Linked DNA regions of Gossypium hirsutum: region 1 is linked to region 2. Evidence: chromatin contacts called from public Hi-C data. All regions are on one chromosome and are shown on one strand. Each heading gives the region's core, a stretch centred on a gene start, on an enhancer-like site or on the middle of the called end of the contact. The rest is flanking DNA. Distances are from core to core; before and after follow the strand shown.

Evidence for each region. Hi-C and Micro-C count contacts between places; a contact is called where the count stands out from the background.
Region 1: a Hi-C map of leaf shows a contact between it and region 2, with 2.4 times the contacts expected there. The contact joins two enhancer-like sites. A contact is called at or near these places in 12 of 34 Hi-C or Micro-C datasets (callus, hypocotyl, leaf and 1 more).

The regions. Positions count from the first base shown.
Region 1 is chrA01:42,279,197-42,285,159 of Gossypium_hirsutum_v2.1, reverse strand. No RefSeq gene overlaps it. Among protein-coding and RNA genes, the nearest start is that of LOC107918156, 57 kb to the left of the region's middle. Within about 2 kb of position 2,324, at least 9 of the 9 cell types and tissues checked have an H3K27ac peak or open chromatin away from gene starts, as enhancers often do. A contact at or near this core is called in leaf, where this site is marked.
Region 2 is chrA01:42,149,410-42,155,244 of Gossypium_hirsutum_v2.1, reverse strand. No RefSeq gene overlaps it. Among protein-coding and RNA genes, the nearest start is that of LOC107916784, 44 kb to the right of the region's middle. Within about 2 kb of position 3,319, at least 7 of the 9 cell types and tissues checked have an H3K27ac peak or open chromatin away from gene starts, as enhancers often do. A contact at or near this core is called in leaf, where this site is marked.

The sequences.
Region 1 (5,963 bases), core at 1,075-3,574, 130 kb before region 2:
ATTAGGCTTAATTGCAAATTTACTCTCAATGTTTAACTATTTTTTCATTTTTGCTCTTATTCTTTTTTTTTTGGATCAATTGCACCCTATCGTTTCATTTTTGGATGGAAATATTGAAATCATCATTAATTGACTAATGGCCAATGTCAATAGCTGATGTGACATGACACATTTGATTAATTATTTATGTCCCATTTTTTATCTAATCTGAAAAAATCATTTAAAAAGTATAAAATTATTAAAAATAAAAAATTAAAAATAAAACAAATTCTAAAAATATTTTTTTCAAACTTTTAAAATTAATAAATAAATCTCTAAAAAATTTAAATCATAAAATAATAGAAAACTTATAAAAAATATAAATTATTAAAAATTTGTTTCACGTTTTTATCTTCTCCCCTTCCCCTTTTCTTTTTCTTGTTTCTCCATTTATCTTGGCCACGGGCAACATGCATCATCACCGCCAGAGCTCTGAACAACCCCTTCTAAAACCAAAATGAATCTCTCTTCATCATCTTTGTCGTCCAACGGTTTAGATTTCCCTAGAAAATGTCCAAAAATATCAAAAACATGAACAAAAGTTTGAAGCAAAAACTTTGATTTGTCGCTGTTCATCGTTAGATCGCCCTAAGATTGGAATATGTTACTCTCCTCAACCTCTTATGCACTCTCATCGTTTGGATCTTGCAGCAGATGCTCCGAGCCCGTAAAACTAGATAACCCGAAATGAATCTTTGCTTCTTTTTTTTAGTTTATACCTTGTGTGAGTTTATTGTTATTTTTGTATGGTTTCAGTTTCGGTATAGTTTAGAGAGTGATGTTTATGGAGGTTGTGAAAATAGTGATGAGTTGAGGGGGTGGTGGGCAATGGCTGGAGGTTTGATGATGGTGAAGATCAAATGGAGGGAGAAAGAGGGACGTATATAATGGTGGGATGATGGTGTAAAGTGGCGGGTATAAATTGATTTAAACGTTAAGTATTCACCAAATTGGAGAAAGTCATTCGAAAATTAAAAGTGAAAGCATATGTATAAGTAAAACTAAAAAATGAATTGGATAACTATGAAATTATTCGTTTTAGAGAGAAACATTGGAAATGGAGACGAAAAATTCTGCCAACGGTACTGATAGAAAATCTTGCACCGGTGGTGATTGAAATACTAAAAAAGTTAGATTCAAGGAAGTGATCAATGGAGAAATCAACAATATGGTTGTTGATTCTGACCAGCAGTCGATTATGTCTTTTAAAGACAAACTTTTGGGGGGATATGTTGCCTCCTCTGATAAAAATCTTGAAGGGAATTTTGAAAAGAATGAGAGTGAATTTGAATTAATGGATGGAGATGTTAATACGTCCATGGTTAATGGGATTTTGGCAATCATATTCTAGGATCGTGTCAAAGACATACTGTTCAAGGAGATGGAGTTGATAGTGATTCTCAAGCTGCTAGGGCGCAATATCGGATACAATGTGCTTCACAACTGTATACTTAATCTATGAAAACCTGCAAAAACTTTTCATCTAATGGATATCACTAATGGATATTTTTTGGTTAAGTTTCAGAATATTGACGATTATAACAAAGTCTTAGTTCAGGGCCCATGGATCATTTTTGGTCAATACCTTATGGTATAACCATAGACGAAATCTTTAATCCAGCATAACCTTATCCTAGCATGGTGATGGCCTAGATTCGATTGCAGGGTCTTCCGGGTTACCTATACAAAAGACAAATCATTGAAGCTAGTGGAGGGTTAATCAGAAAAGTAGTCAAGTTAGATTTACAAACTGATAATAGAACAAGAGGACGATTTGCCTATTTAGTTGTGTTCATCAATTTTGATAAACCACTAATCTCTCAGGTTTTGGTTGATGTCGCCGTGCAACGGGTTGAATACGAGGCTCTTCCAATGATTTGCTTCAGTTACAAAAAATATAAGTATGTAAATGAGTTGTGTCTATCGGTGAGGGTGAATCTGGCTTCAGGTAGCCCTGTGACTGCGGTGATAGCGTCTTCCGATGATGACATCAGTAAGGACGGTGAAGGGAAGAAAGTTGATTACGAGCCATGGATGTTGGTGGAGAGAAAGTCATGACGTGGTCAATAGGATTCTCGGACTAATAGGGTAACAAATTTGGGAAAGGGAACGTTGGGATCTAGGTTTGCGCCGTTGATTGCGGAAGATGTCTCAGGTGGCGTACTTAGGTGGTTTGTTGGGGATTTTTTGGAGGAGAAGGATGATGACCATGCAGCTGTGGATATGAGAAGTGTTGGTGCTAGGGTTAATTCTAAATGGGTTTTGGGTGAGGTTAATACTAAAGCGATTTTGGGTCAAGTTGTTGAAGTAGACCGTAGGGCTGAGGTAGGCTTTAGGCCTTTGGTTGGGCCTGTCTTGGGCTCAAGTTCCAACAGATCAGAAAATTTTAAAAACGAGTCAGATTGAGGGGGTCTTAGTTTTAAATCGCTGGGAAAAAGGCCTGTGGAGTCAGATGGGCTTCCTCAAAAAGATAATGACCTGATTAACAATTTTACCTTTTTTAATTCTAGTTCTCTTCTTTCGCTTGCAGGTCTAGCACAATTTAAAATGGGCGATGCACAGATTAATGGGTAATCGATGGAGAAGCGTGGTGGGCTAAGAAGGGAAATGACCTGTTGATTTAATTTCTAGTGGCCTGGATAACACATTAGTGAAGGGACAAAATTTTATTTTGGATAAAAAAGGCCTTGGTGGAATGTCTTCTAACGATTTTTCAGAATAGGAATATGTAGAAGTACATTCGGCTTCTTCAGAGAATGAGGGGAATAAATTGGTTCTCAATAACCCCATGTTCGAAGGCCCTTATGAAACTGTGGTTAAATTAGATAAGAACCTTTTAGACCCAAATCACTATTCGACTGTTATTTTCAATGAAAATAATGTGTCAAAATCACTCAAAGATAATAAGAAAAAGACTTTGGTTAATACTAATAAATCTTTTTCTATTTCCAGAAGGGGTGGTTCTGAGAATAAAGTTGGTAATAATCGCGGTGGACCTCCTCTTAATCGCACGTTTAAAGAAAATGAAGGAAAATTAAAAACGCTGGAATTTCTCGAATTCCTTTGACAGAAGTTATAAGCTCCATGGCTAATCTTATCAATTCGCAAGTTGGGCTTAGGGCAGATGAAACTAGTGGTAATGCTGATGGATAGATTGCTGGCCTTGGTTCTACATTTGTATAATATGGTGGTATTTTTAATTGGGTTACTTTTAAATTTTATTTTTAAAATGAATTTTACTATTTTCAGTTGGAATTGTCAAGGTTGTGCTAGTTTAAATTCCCTCGTTTTTGTTGGGAGTATAACAGAGAGCTTAGACCTGATTTAGTTGGCCTTTTAAAAATAAGAGTAAGTGGTGTTAAAGTTGATTCTGTTATTGCTAAACTCGATTTTGATTTTTTACACCGTGTGAAGGCTGTGGGTTTCTCTGGTGGAATTTGGATAGGATGGAAAGATACTATCTCTGTGGATATTTTGGGTAATCATTCCCAATTTATTTTACTTAAAATTTCTGGAAATTCTTATCGACAACCGGTTTTGGTTACTTTTGTGTCTGGTAGTCCTAATGGTCAGAAGCGAAAGTAGTTATGGAAAGCTTTGAAATATACCGTGCCGGTGGATGGGACTCGGTGGTTAGCGATTGGTGATTTTAACGCTATCATTGTTTCTTGTGAAAAAAAAAAGGTGGTCGGGTCATTGGGAAAAGATGTGCTCTCTTTAGTGAATTCATGGATTCCATGGGGCTGCATGATTTGAGGTTTAGTGGTCCAAACTTTACTTGGAGTAGAGGAGGAGTTTTTGAGAGACCGGATAGAGAAATCTGTAATAATGCTTGGAGCCTTAAGTTTCCTTTGTCAAAAGTCTTGCATTTACAAAAGCTTAAATCGGATCATATGCCCTTTAAATTATCTCTTTTACCTGATGTTGAGTCTTCCTCAAGGAGGCCTTTTCGTTTTTTGACCAGTTGGGTTGAGCATTCGAATTTTTTGAATTTTATTAAAAAAAATTAAAATTTTTGGGGGGATATGTCAAATACCCCATGCTACTTTCACTGATCAAGTGAAATTATGGAATAAGGAGGTTTATGGTCACATTACGCATTAGAAGAATATTTTGAAGAAAAAGTTGGATAACGTTCAAAAGGCGATTGATCGAAAAAGCTCTTTTTTTTAATCAAGTTGAATTTAAAATTCGAGAAGAGCTGGAGTCAGTATTACATCACGAGGAGCTTTTATGGAGACAGAAGGCTAGGTGTGACTGGTTAGTTTTTTGGGACCGGAATACAAGATTCTTTCATAGGCGAACTTTACAGAGAATGAAGCATAATCATATTGTTGCCCTTAAAAATCAAGTGGGGGAATGGGTTATAAATGAGGAAGATTTAAAGCAGGAAGCAGTCAATTTTTATAAGAATCTTTATAGAGAGCAATCAAGAAAAACGGGCAGTCTTGGGTGTGGTGCCTTCCCGTCTCTCGAGTAGGAAGAGATCTAATTCCTTAGCATGCTTATAACTGACGAGGAGATTAAGAAGGCCTTTTTTGATATGGCACCTTTAAAAGCTCCAGGTAGTGATGGTCTTCATGCTATTTTCTATCAGAGGCAGTGGAAACTTGTTGGTCCTTCTATTTGTGAGTGGGTTAAATGGGTTTTCTCTAGTGATAACATTGATTTAGACCTTAATAATTCACTTATTGTCCTTATACCTGAAGTACAACATCTGGAATGTTTCTCGCAGTTTCGCCCTATGAATCTTTGTTCAGTTTTTTACAAGCTTGTGATGAAGGTTATTGCTAATAGATTTAAAGTGGTTTTTCCAAAGATCATTGCACCAAAACAAGTAGGATTTGTCGTAGGAAGGAACATAAATGATAATATCATCATTGCACAAGAAGCTATACATTCTATGAAGAGTAAGCAAAAGAATAAAAGATGGATGGCCATTAAAATTAATCTCGAAAAGGCCTATGATTGTGTTCATTGAGATTTCATCGATGCTTCTCTACAGGCTATATGTATTCCTAACTTTCTACGTAATGTTATTATGTCTGCTATTTCAGGTTCAATTATGCAGGTTCTTTGGAATGGAGTGCCATCCTAGAAATTCAAGCTGGCACGAGGAGTGCGTCAAGGATGGCCACTTTCACCGAACCTTTTCATTTTGTGTATGGAGTGGTTAGGGCATAGTATCTACGTGGCTATGGCAGAAGGTAGATGGTCACCTATCCTACTGACTAGATCAGGTCCGTCCCTTTCTCATATTTTTTTCACAGATGACTTGATTCTTTTTGGCAAGGCAGAGGAGGAGCAGGCACAAGTTGGTTATCAATGAAATTTTAGACACTTTTTTTAGTACTTCGGGACATAATGTTAATCTGTAAAAGTCAAATATGTTTTTCTCTAAAGGGGTAATGAAGATATTCAGAGGTGTATTAGTGGTTTTTTTGGGTTCCAAGTGGTGCAGAATCTTGATTCGTATTTAGGGATTCCCCTATTTCATTTTATGAGTAATTCTTTGCGCTTTGTCATTGATAAGATGCCGAGTAAACTTTGTAGTTGGGACGCTAGACAACTTTCTCTAGCAGGTAGAATTACTTTAGCTCAATCGATCTTACTCTCAATTCTAAGCTACTTTATGCAATTGATGATGATCCTGAAAGGATTGTATGATGAAATAGGGGTTATGGTAAGATAATTTATTTTGGGTTCCACTAGTGGTAATAAAAAGATTGTTTTGGTAAGTTGAGATTCGATATGCTAACCTAAATCGCATAGTGGCCTTGGTATAGGGTCTTTATGTGATCATAATATTTCTTTCATGATGAAGTTAGGATTCAAATTATTGACGGATTGCTCTTCTTTATGGGTTAAGGTGTTTCGATCTAAGTATAGGGTTCAAGGTGGTTGACTTGAATCTTTATCAAGGG
Region 2 (5,835 bases), core at 2,070-4,569:
TCCAATTCTCATTCGTCCAGCCCCACAAGTCAATAGGATGAAGATAATTAAGGTCTTGAGGTGCCACAGAAATTGATTATTAGAATCTGAATTGCTGCAACACTCTATTAGTCTCGTGTATCTCGAAGGTAGCATACACTACTAATAGGACCTTTGCATGCCAGGTGTTCGGATTCACAAAGAATTCATCGGGGATGACTTCTCGAATTGCTAGATCCCCATGTGGTGTTCATTCAAGCTACATTAATGTGATAAGAACATTAGTTATATATACTACTAAATACGAAATCGACTACGTTAATATTATATAGTCCAAATTGAAATAAATAGATACCTCTTCTTCTGATCATAGGTCTAATAGAAGCCGTATATCTTGTAGCTCAATAGGAAATCCCACGTGACTTGGCCCATGGTTCCACCTATTTAAATAACTTTTTAACATAATAATTTAAATTTAAATCAATTTTATTATGGTAATATCTAATGAATTTTACCTTGTTACGAGTGGCAATGTATATATTTAGTTTGCTTGAGGATGTAAAAATGGCAACCGATACCGTGCCCATGATTGCAGTAACAGAATGCAACCACCAATTTTGGTTTTTCGTGGTTGCATCACCCGATACATCTCCCGGTATAATGTCACAAACACAGCAGACCCTCAACTTAGTTAGCTCGCTCCTCTAAAGTTTATGAGTTTCAACAGCCACCTTAGATGGACGAGTTTTCGTGACTTGTTTGGCATTAAGAAACCCCCGATGATCTAAAGGATGTACGCCCAAGCGTGTCATTCTTTTTTGACTTCAGTCAAATCCTCATCCAGGCCCAACGAAATTTCTTCATAATCAACTCATTTTGATCCAACCTTCGTAAATCGTCTTCAGAACCGAACCCAAAAGTTCACCACATACGCCTTCCTAATCAACAGAGTGAACAGACCCGATGACTACCAACCCATCCACCAGTAACCCTAACTATAAAAGCACATTGTCCAGAATGATAGTACACTCACTACATGAAAGATGGAGTGTATGTCTCTTGAGTCTCCACCTCTCCAACAATGCGCTTACGAGTTTCGGGTCCAACTTACACCTCTAACCTACAAAGGTCACGTGCCAAAAATCGACTTCCCTCAAGTACGGTTCGATCAACAGTGATGGAGGAACGAGTAGATTACGAATATGGCATTGTAAAATTCGATCTTCTGCCTATTTACGTAAAAAATTAAAAAATATTAAGTTAAAATATAACAGTGAAATAAAAAAATGAAACAAAATTAAAATTTATTAAAAAAATTATTCTTACCATTTGCAATTGTTTAACAGAAATGTGCTTGTCTTTATAATGGATTAGAGAACCGACCATTGTTAATTATTTAACACGAATTAATTTTTAATAAAAAATATTTTCAGAAAATATTAAAAAATTTAATAAAAAATATAATCTAGATAGAAATAGAATTTAAGTAATAAATTTAAGAAAGAATTTTGAGAGAATTTCGAGAGTGGTTTGAGAATTTTGAGAGATCTTTTAGGGAATATTGTGAGAAATGAGTAAGGGTGGGGGGTTTATAGTTTTTTTACCATTGGGAGGGCAACAGTTATTTTAATTAGCCATTAGGGGGAACGTGTCCAACTGAAAGCATTTTACTGGTAACACGCGGAAAGCGCTTCCAGCTGGAAGCATTTTACTGGTAACACGCGGAAAGCGCTTCCAGCTAGAAGCGTTTTTCTACATTCCACCTAAAAATGCTCCCAACTGGAAGGGTTTTCCCTAAATCAACCTATTCCTGTAATTTTTCCAAAAATCGGCCTAATCTAGTAATTTTGAAATATTTTCGGCATTTTTGAGTAATAAAGTTCATATGATAGAATTCAAACCTACACCAATCGCATTAGTAAAACCTTTAATTTACCATTAACTAAAGCTTTATTTTGAGATATTTTATACATTTTAATTTTATTATGCACACACTATTATCTCCATCAATTTTTTTTAGTATTGTTTATTTTATGTATTTATGTGTTTAACTTTTGTTTTACTCATAATTTAATCTAATTTTTTTTATTTTAATATTGTACACATTTCATGTGTTATTTTGATTTATTAGTTTCAAACCATATGTTTTATTATTTATTGTATGTTATTCTTAAATATACATTTATGTTCTAAATTTATGGTTTTTATATATATACATGTGTGATAGGATTTTTGGTATATTTTAATTAACTTAATAACGATTACTTGCATTAATTACTTATAAGAAAACATAATTTTTTCAAATAATAAAAATAATTAAATGCATATATTCAAGTACAATGCTCGTAATTTAGAAAACTAATATATATATATAGATATATGTAAAAGTATATGTTTGAAGAAACTTTTCAACTAATAAAATTTTCTTTATTGTTTATTATATTACTAAATTAACATTAAAAATATATTAATATATTACTAATTATTATGTGATAATAACAAAAGTAAGATTAATTAACATTATTATATTAATGTGAAATTAATTAACATGGCAATATATTTTTAAATTTCAATAGAAATAATAACATTATTTTCATATATATTATTAATTAATAAATTATTATAATATTAAAATTATTAAAATTAATTATATATTTTATTTGTTTTTAAAATTATTAACGATTAATATTATTTTTACTTAACTAAAATTACATTATTTAATAAATTAATTAAATGATTAAGCAGATAAAATCTCGTTAAATATATGTGACAACAAAAATTAGTGATTATCAAAATAGTTAATTTTTACTAATTTGTCAAATAAAAAGAAATCCAACTTGGCCTAATGAGTTTAATTTTTTTAACAAACGAACAGTATTAATATATTTAGACTAAGACTTTGTTTAACAATTTATTGAAAAAATTAAATCCATTGTAATTAAATATTTTCAATAATTTAATATTTTAAGTACGTGTGATCATTTGTGGTAGAAAATAAATGATAGGATTTTTAATTTAAAAAAAAAAGTGAAAAATGATAAGCACATAATGAGATACTTATTACTTAATGTAAAAAAAATTTCAATTATTTTTATTTTATTAACTAAAATCTTTAAATTTCTAAAAGGTACATCTATCATACAATCCAATTCTATTTTGTACTTAATTTTAAAAATTATACTAAATAAATTTTATAATTTAAATTCAATAGTTAAACTATAATACATAATTTTTCAATTTATCAAACACCACCTAAAACTCCCATTATATTAGTGTTTTCATCCGGTGTGTTGGCCTCCATAGTACAATTTGCTCTCCACCTTAGCTCACTAGGCTGTTTAGAGCAGCTTCAGTTGAGGGATGGTGCCTCATTGGTTCACAATTTTTGACTGGCCATTAGCGGAGATAGCACATTTCCAATGGAACGTTGTAATTTTTATTTTATTGTTCCCTTACTTTTAATTTTAAGTTATTATCAAATAAAATTGAGAACTAGAGTCTGCCTTGTAGCACGAATTAGGGTTTTTTCTTTGGTCTGTTTTCTAGCATGAATAGTATTCTTTAGGGTTTGGATCTTGCTGCCGCCTTGAGGTATGACATGGATAATATTGATCTGGTGGATACAGATCTTGCTAATCTCAATATTATGGGTGAAGAGGAAGATCCCATGCTGGTTTTGGGAGAAGATACTGCTGTGGAACATTTGTATAAACTGTGCTTGGTAGGGAGAGTTCTTACTGATAGTATTGTGAATTTTCCTGCATTAAAAAATACTTTAGCCGATTTATGGCACCCGTTGAGAGGGGTGACCATTACTGAGATGGAGGATGAGAGGATTTTATTCAGATTTTACAGTGAAATTGATTTGAATTGAGTCCTGGATAGTCTACCATGGTTTTTTAATCGCCATCTTATTATCTTTCACAAATTAGTAGGGGGTGAAGACCCTAATTCAGTTCCCTTTTGGCATACGATCTTTTGGGTTCAGGTACACAATTTACCTATGGGTTACACATAAGAGGAAACGGCACGTCAAATTGGAGATTTTGTTGGTAAATTTGTGGAATATGATTCATCATTGATGACAAGAGGGGTTAGTAAATTCATGAGAATTAGGTCTATAATTGATGTTCGTTTACCACTTAAAAGGAAGAAGTGCATAGGCATTGGGCAGAATAGATTCATTTATGTTTTATTCCAGTATGAAAGGTTGTCACTTTTTGTTTTATTTGTGGCCGACTGGGTCATGGTGAAAATTATTGCAAGGTCAGATTAAGAATGGGGAATCAGCATATGGAATTTGGATGGGATTTGACATTACGTGCTGCACTAAGACGAGGAAGACAAGTAGTGAGCAAGTGGATTAGAGAGGAGTCAGATATAGATAAATGGCAGGACATGAAAATAGATAGGGAAAGAAGCGTAAGGAAAGCTGGAGGGGAGGCTACAAATAATAATGAGGAGAAAGAGGAAGTGGGCCCCTGGGGATGTTTCACACGATAGCTTAGGAAAAATCTGAACATAAGGAGCCAAGTTATTACGATCCAGTTGGAGGTAAGGGGGTAGAAGAGGATTCAGAAGACATGTTAATGGAAATCGTGGATGGTAAAAAATGGCAAAGGATTAATGTAGAAAGGGGAATCTCTAGGGATTTTAGGAAACTATCGAAAGAGGGTTTGGAGAACGATATATCGGCGGCCACTCATAAGGTGGCTGACCGGGCATAATGAAATTTCTTAGCTGGAATGTTCGTGGGTTGGGGCAACCACGGACAGTTCGACGTCTCAAAAACAAATTGAGATATATTCGACCCCAAATTTTGTTTCTTATGGAAACAAAGGTTTCGAGCAAACGAATGGAGGCAATAAAAAGGCAATGTGGCTTTTTGAATGGAATCGACATAGATGCAATTGGCACGAGAGGAGGATTGTCATTAGGATGGAAAGAGGGTTTGAATTTAACTTTGAAAAGCTTTTCAAAATCTTACATTGATGTGGAGGTGGCGAATGAAGATGAGTTAGATACATGGAGGTTTACAAGATTTTATGGAGCGCCAGTGGAGCAAGAAAGAAGAGAATCATGGGACTTACTAAGATTTTTAAAAAGCAAAAATAACAAGCCCTGGCTGGTTACCAGAGATTTTCACGAAATTTTTTTTTCTTTTAAAAAGAAAGGGGGAAGAATTCGGGAGGAAAGACAGATGGCTTCATTCAGGGAGGCAATTGAATACTGTGAGTTATACGATTTGGGGTTTTCGGGACAATGATACACTTGGGAAAGAGGTCGTCTGCTTGACAACAATATTAGGGAGAAACTTGATAGGGGTAGCTAACTCAGAATGGTGGGATCTTTTCCCAGGGTATAAAGTCTGTCATTTGCAACACAATTTTTCAGATCATTGTCCAATCATGGTAGAAACCGGTAGGGAGGAGGGATTGCGAGGAAGGAGACAACAAGGTCATTTTTGATTTAATGCAGACTAGATTCTGGAGGCAGGATTTGAGGAGCGATTAAAATGGGAGTGGAACTCAAATAATCTGGATGTGTTGGAGAAACTAAAGAACTTGGGGTTAACTTTGAGTAATTGGGTAAAACAGGAGAAAACGCAGACCGAACGACGAACGAAAGAACTAAATGATAGGTTGAGCAAATTAGGAGCAGGCGAAATTAGTGATAAAGTGTTGGAGGAAATTACAAACATTAAATTAGAGTTGAATTTTGAAGCGGATAAGGAGGAACTGTTCTGGGAACAAAGAGCAAGAGTTAATTGGCTTCGTATGGGGGATAGAAATACGACATTCTTTCATAAGAGTGCGACACAACGAAAAAGAAAAATCTAATTGCGGGGTTAGAAAA